Linked DNA regions of Mus musculus: regions 1 and 2 are each linked to region 3. Evidence: chromatin contacts called from public HiChIP or PLAC-seq data. All regions are on one chromosome and are shown on one strand. The core of a region is the stretch at or near the end of the contact, and the rest is flanking DNA. Distances in the headings are between cores, read along the strand shown.

Region 1 (2,891 bases), core at 274-2,773, 210 kb after region 3:
AAATGGCATGTATTGAATCTAGATCTGTGTTTGTGTGTGTGTAGGACATGAAGGAAAGAAAGAGAGGAGGAGTAAGATTAAAGATGAGGGAGAGAGGGGACCAAGAAGAGATAATCAAATAAATGTCACGAAATCGGGAAGAGGAGCTATTTGGGGTGAGGCTGGGGGACCAGAAAGAAGTGTGTGGGAGAGAGGGGAAACCAAACGGGAAGTGAAAACATACAATGTACAGTCACAAAGCTCGGTAAGAGCCGTAGCGAAGCCCATTGGTTTCTGCTAGCAAAAATAGATCTTAGGAAATATTCAGGAAAATATACTCTGTCATTAACCAGATGGGAAAGACAAGTTTATTATTCTTTTAAAAGCAGACTCTATATATGTCAGAGTTTGGGATCACCCCGAGGCCAACTGTGCGATGGCGGTCACTGGATGAGAGATTTACTTAAGAGGGTTTAGAAACAGCCACTCTGAGAAGAAATTTGAGGAAGCAGTGTTGAGGAGAGGAGCTTCAGTACCATCAAGTGAAGCAATCAGCCAGCAAGACAGGGCGTTCTGAGGTGGGGTTGTCCCTGTTGAGCTTTCCTGGCTGTGCGTTGGGATGAATCTTTTTTTATGCCTACATTGATCAGTCATTAGACACAAGGCACCTGACTTGACAGTGGCCACAGGAGCTTTCTTCTGCTGAAGCCATCCACATCAGGAACTAGGTTGAGAGCTTTTGTCCACAGTGCACCTAGGATCTTGGGATGAGGAGGTCTTTTAGTCAGTACTGCCATGTGTGTAGAGGTGGGTGTAGTGTGTCTGTATGTACATGGCTTCAGACACTGGAGACCATCCTCAGATATAGTTCCTCAAGTGCTTTAGTGCTTTGTTTTGTCTTGTCTTGTTTGTTTTGTTTGAGACAGTATCTTACTGTGTGACCATGACTGGCTTGCAACTGCCTTCATAGTCCTATCTAGTCTTAGACTCACAGAGACTCCACCTGCCTCTGTCTCTTGAGTATTAAGATCAAAGGACCAACCATTTTTGTTTGTAAAAGTGGCCTGGAATTCCCTGAATAAGGCAGGGTGGCTGACCCATGATTGACAGGGATTCACTTCTCTTTCCCTTTCCAGAGCTGGGATTACAAGTGAGTGACACCACGTGTAGATTTTTTTATATGGTTTCTAGGGATCTAATTAAGGTCATCTTGCTTGTGTAGTGAATGCATTACTGACTGAGCAACGTCCCCACTCTAAAAAGTTCTTCATTATTAGAGGGATGGGGCAAGTCTATTAGAGGACGAGTTTACATCTGCTATTTTTCATAAACAGTGGTTTAGATTTTGAGAAAAGGTATAAGTCAGAGAGTCCAAGCTACAAAACACATTATTTAGGAGCAGAGTAGACTCTCAGACAAACGGGAAGAAAGCCAGGCTCACAAGTGAAGACGAAACAAAGCCCAGGATGAGGTGTGTCTGTCCAGAGTGCCATGCATGTTTTCTGCTGGCGAAGGTGAAAGCAGTAAACCAGACCTTATTTGGCAGTATGACTCAGACTAGCATTCACAGATACAGTGGACTCAGCACCAGTGCATCAAGGGTGAGTTGCCATGACAGCTCCCAGGAAATTACTGTTGTTAGTTGGGTCGCTGCTTTGTACCCACCCAACTGTAGGTGCCATATTTAGTCTTTCATGTTTAATCTGGAAGATCTGGGGAGTGGGGCTCTTGGGGGGGGTGTTTTGGTTTGATTTTTATTTCTTTATTTTTTTGATTATATACAGAGAAAGGGACCTGTTAAGGCAGTGAATGGTATCTCAAGAATTCTAATCTTACAATGTCCCTAAAGCATAATGGGGGAGGGTGTCACTTTGCATTTTCTCCTTCTGCCAACCATCTCACAATAATAAAAGTTACTGTTTATCAGTGCTTCACTATGAATCAGACAATTTTCAAAGTGCCTTTTACACATTATCTCATGTATGTTTTATTGTAGCCAAATGACACAGGTACTATAATGATTTTCTATTTTACTAAAAATAACACGATTGCACGGGTGAATTAAATTTCTTGCTCAATTCTTGTACATTCGATCCATGTTATATCTAAAGGAGTCAGACTATTTTTGTCTGAGCACCTGAGTTCCTCTCACAGACATCAAGGTCAGTAGTAGCAGAAAAGCATAGCTCCATTTATTGGCCAAGTTGAGAGGGCTCAGTGCTGAGATGCACACCGGATATCCACACAACGAGAGGATATTTAGGAGATAGGCATCAAGAGTTCTGAAGATGAGAGGCAGCCTTTGCCAGGCTTTGACTCTGCATCCTTAGCAGTCCCCAGGAGCTTTTTTCTGAACTTCAAGATGGTTCCACTTCATAAGCGACTCCAATAGCACAAAATGGAGTTCAATTAGGATCATGGCATGATGTTCTTGTGAATGGGTGGATTCTGATAGTGAGGTGAGTAGTGTCACTAAACAATGAAGTTGAAGATCTCTGAGTTGCTTGAAGAGACATCAAGACCTAAGCATAACATAAAGGAAAGAAGGAACCCCTTCTCTGAAGTAGATAATGTGAATATTGGGATAGGAGCTTTCGAGCTATACCATAAAAAATGGTTCCAAGCTAGATCATACAAGACTCAGTAGGTCCATGACCTAACTCCACAATGAGTAGTCAGAGATTCTGGACAAAATGCTGAAACACTGCACCTTAGAGCAGAAAGCATAAGCATGGCACCTACCTCTATACTACAATGAAACAGAGAATTAACCAAGGCAAGCATCTTAGCCATCTTGACCTCAAGTGACTCCTGTTGCCTTAGAAACCTATGAGCTATTGTTTCTTCTTGGGTCATTGCTGTCCTTGACAATACAATTCCCTGCTGGTCCTTTTTTTTTTTTTTTTTTTCTT
Region 2 (2,700 bases), core at 62-2,561, 150 kb after region 3:
GAAGACCCCATTTCTCCCTCATATTTCTCACAGTAACTACAGTGTCTTGGGGGAAAATCATGCCAGTTTTTTCACTCCTTTATCTCTTCAATCTTACTTTATCCTGAGAGCTGTAACAAAATCTAGTCTATAGCGGCTTGTACACTGCTGGACAGCATCAGGATACGGGGAATTTATAGCCCTCCCCTAATCTAAGGCAACATATATCATCTCCACAATGCACTCCAATTTCTTCACACACAAAAAATGACTATTTGCAAGAAGCTAGCCAGAGCATCGATAACTTCAAACATTAACACTATTGGAGGAAATATTTGTCAGGAAGAGAAACCAACCAGAAGCCATGAGATAAAATCTACTGTAAAATCCTTTTAAACGTAGTGGCTTCGGGTTGGGCTACTCCTATTTTAAATGCTCTAAAGAGGTTGCATAGGCATTTGCCAGGGTGGTGCAGGAGAAAGTGACAGGGTGGCGGTACGTGAACACTGGTCCTTCTGAGCATCCAGAGCTGAGTATCTACGTTGTTTCTTCCTGAAAAGGGGCCTCTGTGCACGAGTGTATGATTGGGTTATATTGCTGGCCTGTAACTCCAGTAAGTGGTCCAGTATTGGAGATATAGTCTCACTGGTTATATTCTCACTGTTGTATTTTATAAAACAGCAGTGTAATGGAGAGGGAGGGAGCATCTCGGTGGGCCTGTGCCTAGACGTCACCCCGAACAACCACGCCAAGTGACAGCAGGCCTCACATAAAAGGAAGTTTTAATATTGGGCAAAAGCCTTCCAGGAACAGATGGGGACAGAGAGAGAGAGAGAGAGAGAGAGAGAGAGACCTGGGGTGTGGGGTGCGAGCATTCCTCTTATATATCAGCCTTATACATGGCTATAGGTGATGATGTAAGCTGTTGCTAGATCCTACGTCCCTGGGAGGAGCCTAGTGGAATTCTCTGTAAGCCAATACTCACTCTACGTGTTGTAAAATCAGGACTTTTTTTTAATGAAAGGTGATAACATGGTGATAATTTCTCCCAAGTCACAGTCATTAAGAAACTATCAGTATTAACTACTGTTTGTTTATATGCCCCCCCACACACACACACACATGGAAAATTGTGACCACTCATGAGCATGGCTTTTATTATATTCATCTTTGTGTAAGTCACAGAGGATAGCCCCATACCTCATATAGTAAGCACTCAGGACAGCTTGCCGAAGTCCATGAATTAATTAAATGACTTACACAGCCGTCAGACACTTGGCACCTCTGGGAGAAATTACTGCCGCCTCTGTTGAGAGGCTGCTATTGGGGAAATGAGTGGTTAAAGTCAGAGGGAAATGTATGAAGTGAGTCACTGGGAATCTGCTCCATTTGGGCAACTGTCTTTTGATCCCTGCCAAAGTGGCTTACATATTAACCAGTGACTAACAGGGGAAACCCTAACTCTATAATACATTATTTATAATCAGTTACTAGACTATAGAGGACATATTTTACACGTATTCAAGTGGATAAAATTATTTACATGTTTTCTTTAATATTATTTTATCCTTAATATAATATATTTCCTTTCATGCAGAAGCTATTATTGTGTCCAGTGATACCCCAATGACTTGATACTTTGGTATATTAACGTTTAAAAGAAGCCATATTACTACAATTTGCACCATATATTAAATAATCACATTGCTTATAGCATGGAGAGAAGTGTAATGCATCTATATTTATATCTCACACTTGTACCACACAGAGTGATGTTGTTAATCAAAGTGTCATAAGCAATGTACCATTTTTTTTGTCTTACAGAAAAAAAGGCTTAATAAATAATTATTGCATAAAGTCAGTTTAACTCTAGCAAGTTCTCTTTTTCAATAGGGCATTTTGGCTGTGTCTATCATGGGACTTTGCTGGACAATGACGGAAAGAAAATTCACTGTGCTGTGAAATCCTTAAATAGTAAGTTGCATTTACTACGGAAGGGAACATTTGTGGTTTGCAAATAATGAAGTGTTCATTTGCACTTTCCCTTGTGGAAAAAAGGCATCTGCTACTGAAATTGTGGAATTAATCCTGAAAATGTGTTTAGTCTAAACACTTATTGAGATAGTCCCTCTGAAATTATCCTACGGAGAACTAATAAGTAAGGCAGGAGGGGCGGTGAGTCTCTTAGATGAACTGAGTACCATTTAGCCACGTTCAACTTATAATATTTGTTTTGCAAATGACATTTATGGAAACTATTGAAAGCGTTGGCACATACCATAGTAATGACTCATTTTGCCCAGAGACACTACTACACTACACTTTTTAACCAGCACTCCATTTTAGAAAAAAACGATAACTGAAGTAATACGAGCAGGAGAGAAATGTACTGGCAGAGGACTGACAAATCATTAAGGATGGTAGCCCTCACTTATCCACGGTTAGGCAATGAGGTGTCCCACAGAAATACGTTTCCTAAGGAGATGCAACGTGTCCCCTTTTAATGCAATACTTCTTAAAAATTTAGCCATTACATAGAAAACTCTTAAGATCAAATGCTCATTCTCTTTAAAGTCCAAAGTATGCTTATGAACATAAACTTAGTCTTTACTGATGCAGAGGCACAACTGTGACATTGTACAAGCCAGTGTACTTTGCACGTGAGAGGATCCCCGGCTCCGCCTCTATTGACAGAGCTCACATATTTGCTTTGCTACTTTG
Region 3 (2,700 bases), core at 52-2,551:
CTGGTGTCACCTTCACCTCTTTAACATTGTACTTTTTACTAAGTGTTCCACCTTGAAAACAAACGAATCTTTCAAAACTCAGTTCAGGTGACTACTATGCCAAGAAACCTTCAAGCACATCCTATAGTCGACCACCATCTCTCTCCAGCCACCCATGCTGCAGCCATTGCACCTATGATATTTTTCCTTACTTTTCTGCTTTCCTCTTTTGGATTATAAATTCCTCGAGAGCACAGTGACACCAGCTCCTGTCTCTTTCTCTAGAGCTAGGAACCACAGATTGCTCTTGGATCTCTTCATAATTGTTGGAATGATTTGATGAGTACCTTCGAGTGGCTACAAATAACAGTGAATGACTTCTTGTTGCTTGCAGTGCCAGAACTCGATCATCAGGTGTTCTTCCACTCTCCTAGGATTGCACTGAACTCTTCTGCAGCTATGCAGAAGGACCACTTAATTGCTTCGCAGTTTAATTGCTACTGATAACACCTGCTGGGACATGCTCTCTGGAGCCTTCTGAGCATAGAAAAAGAAAGGGAATTCTCACTCTCCTTTAAGAGACTCTGCTTCTCTGATGACCAACAGGTGAAGTTCTTGAATACCTACAGATTTAAGCTTCCAGATTTTGAATGGATGAGCTTTTAAAATGGAGGGGTATTTTTCCTTATAAAATGAGATGTTGATATTAGTATGGTTCTTATGTATTTTGGCAGTCTCATAAGGTGCCATCTGGATTGGGAAAATAAGTTAAGGGCCAAAAAAAATATATAGCTCACAATTCATAAAATGTTAGTGTAGAAAATATAAGTTACATTAAAAGAAGAGTAAAAACAACTACAACTGTTAAGTCAACTCAGCATGTGGCAAGAATATCGTAAAAGATTCAATGCTTGGTTATCAAAAAGTGGGGTTATTCAAGGGTACCCCATCTTGCATGTAGTATATTTTTTGCTTTTATTATGCAAACTGTTTCCATACTTTTGCTAAACAACAATCCAGCCAGGTTCAAAACTAGGCTCTACCACTTTCTGGCTGTGCAATTTCAGTAAATTACTTTACACCATCCCCAACCCACTGCCTCAACTTAATTATCTGTAAAATAGAAGCCATATCCTTAGCAGAGGACCTACTACTGTTATTCTGGTATGTGGACATAGCATTAAAATGATGTTGTCACAACAGCGCTTACATCGTAGGGCTTAGACTGCAGTTCCAATGCTTAGAGCTGTTCATTGAATGTGAAGTATGGAGTGAGTTGCTGTGACTACTGCTATTATCAGTGTTATCAATAATGTAATCAGAAACTATGTGGCAACTGGTTAAGTATGCACTGTGACTAAGCAATTGTCAGCAGCTCTCGCCGATCCTCTGCAGCCAGACAAAGAAGCTGGACAAAATGTTAGCTGAGGGGGAGGGAAGAGGACAAAGGGAGGGTCTCACCTTTTTCTTTGAAAGATTTAATATTAGCGCTAGGAATTCAGTGTCCTGTCAAGTACTTTGTCCCTCACAAAAGCCCAAGGAAGAAAGGATAGAAATGTAAAAACCACAATTCAGGGAGTAAAGATGGAGCAGTCCTGAGAGAGTCCACCTTAGTCAAAAACACTTCCATCAGAGCTCAGTAGGTCACCAAAAGCTGAAAAGGAATAGGAAGGCTCTGGTGACTTTAGGACTAACAAGATCTTCCCTGATGCTCCATTTCCTGCTGCGCTTACACGTGGCAGGAAGTCTCTATTCACTGGACATGACTGATCCATGGCTGGCAGTCACTCCACACTGTCTTTGCTTAGGCTTCTTTTCTCAGCATTTTGAGTTTCTCCCTTCCAGACTTAATGATTCCTCCTCTTCTGCATGCTTATTTTATATACTCTCCCTGAAAAGGCCTTAATAACCTCTTAATGGGTAGTCACTTTACAGAACCTCATTAAAATGATATTGCAAGATCCTTACAAATGCTTTCAAAGAAAGGCAGAGAAGGCAGATGCATAAAACCATGGTGGACTCTCAAAGTTGAATTTTACTAGATCAGCAAGGTTTAGACATATCTAGGGGCAAACTCTTACTCCTGTTCTGAACGTTATCATGAAAGATTCTTGCCCTCTGGCCGTCTAGATTTTTTAAGCCAGAAGTGCCACTGAAACAGTGAAGGCCCATGAAGGTATAGCAAAGTCCTTCTGGTGAAGAGAATGAAGTCCCTGGCCTGGGTGGAAACTTGACATGCGCAGTTGGACTAGTCAATCACCTGGCCAAGGGATCACTCCTAATGTAGGACCACCACTAGGAAGGCAGGCTCATGGGAAGCAATGCTGTGGACCTAGGCAGTATAATAACCCTGTAAAAAGTGAGATAGTGTGTGTTCACTTCTCAGGCATCCCACCTCAGTCTCTTAGAGAGAGCAGACCTGATGCTTTATGTGAATGTCCATGAAATTTTCTAAAAGAGCATAACTTTTTTCCTTTTCTCCTTTCCTTTTTTTTTTTTTTTTCCGAAGCATGCATTCACTAATGCCTTGGGCTTCATTCTTTCTCTAAAGCTCTCCTCCTCACTATGTGGCTGACATCCTTGGACAGTTTAACTCAAATGACATGGCCTCTTTTCCTTCTCCTTTCAGACTCCTCTTCTGATATAGTATATGATATAGCTCGCCCATTCTAGGATATTTCTTTTAAAATTGTCTTTAGGCTTCTATTTGAAGTCATCCTT

The links. HiChIP or PLAC-seq counts read pairs in DNA pulled down with a chosen protein or histone mark.
Region 1: a contact with region 3 is called in an HNF4G HiChIP or PLAC-seq map of pancreatic cancer cells. The contact joins two enhancer-like sites. A contact is called at or near these places in 2 of 484 Hi-C or Micro-C datasets (embryonic fibroblasts and nephron progenitors), 4 of 115 datasets of contacts at active chromatin or transcription factors (bone marrow-derived dendritic cells, bone marrow-derived macrophages and pancreatic cancer cells) and 1 of 9 other capture datasets (bone marrow-derived macrophages).
Region 2: a FOXA1 HiChIP or PLAC-seq map of pancreatic cancer cells shows a contact between it and region 3. The contact joins two enhancer-like sites. A contact is called at or near these places in 1 of 484 Hi-C or Micro-C datasets (nephron progenitors), 1 of 115 datasets of contacts at active chromatin or transcription factors (pancreatic cancer cells) and 2 of 9 other capture datasets (adipose tissue and liver).

What each region holds. Positions count from the first base shown.
Region 1 is chr6:17,611,333-17,614,223 of GRCm38.p6, forward strand. No RefSeq gene overlaps it. Among named protein-coding and RNA genes, the nearest start is that of Capza2, 24 kb to the right of the region's middle. Within about 2 kb of position 1,524, at least 75 of the 459 cell types and tissues checked have an H3K27ac peak or open chromatin away from gene starts, as enhancers often do. A contact at or near this core is called in pancreatic cancer cells, where this site is marked.
Region 2 is chr6:17,553,675-17,556,374 of GRCm38.p6, forward strand. It overlaps Met (met proto-oncogene), which reads left to right. Exons shown (of 22, transcript NM_008591.2): 17 at 1,873-1,953. Among named protein-coding and RNA genes, the nearest start is that of Gm52893, 13 kb to the left of the region's middle. Within about 2 kb of position 1,312, at least 40 of the 459 cell types and tissues checked have an H3K27ac peak or open chromatin away from gene starts, as enhancers often do. A contact at or near this core is called in pancreatic cancer cells, where this site is marked.
Region 3 is chr6:17,401,975-17,404,674 of GRCm38.p6, forward strand. No RefSeq gene overlaps it. Among named protein-coding and RNA genes, the nearest start is that of Gm46953, 21 kb to the left of the region's middle. Within about 2 kb of position 1,302, at least 12 of the 459 cell types and tissues checked have an H3K27ac peak or open chromatin away from gene starts, as enhancers often do. A contact at or near this core is called in pancreatic cancer cells, where this site is marked.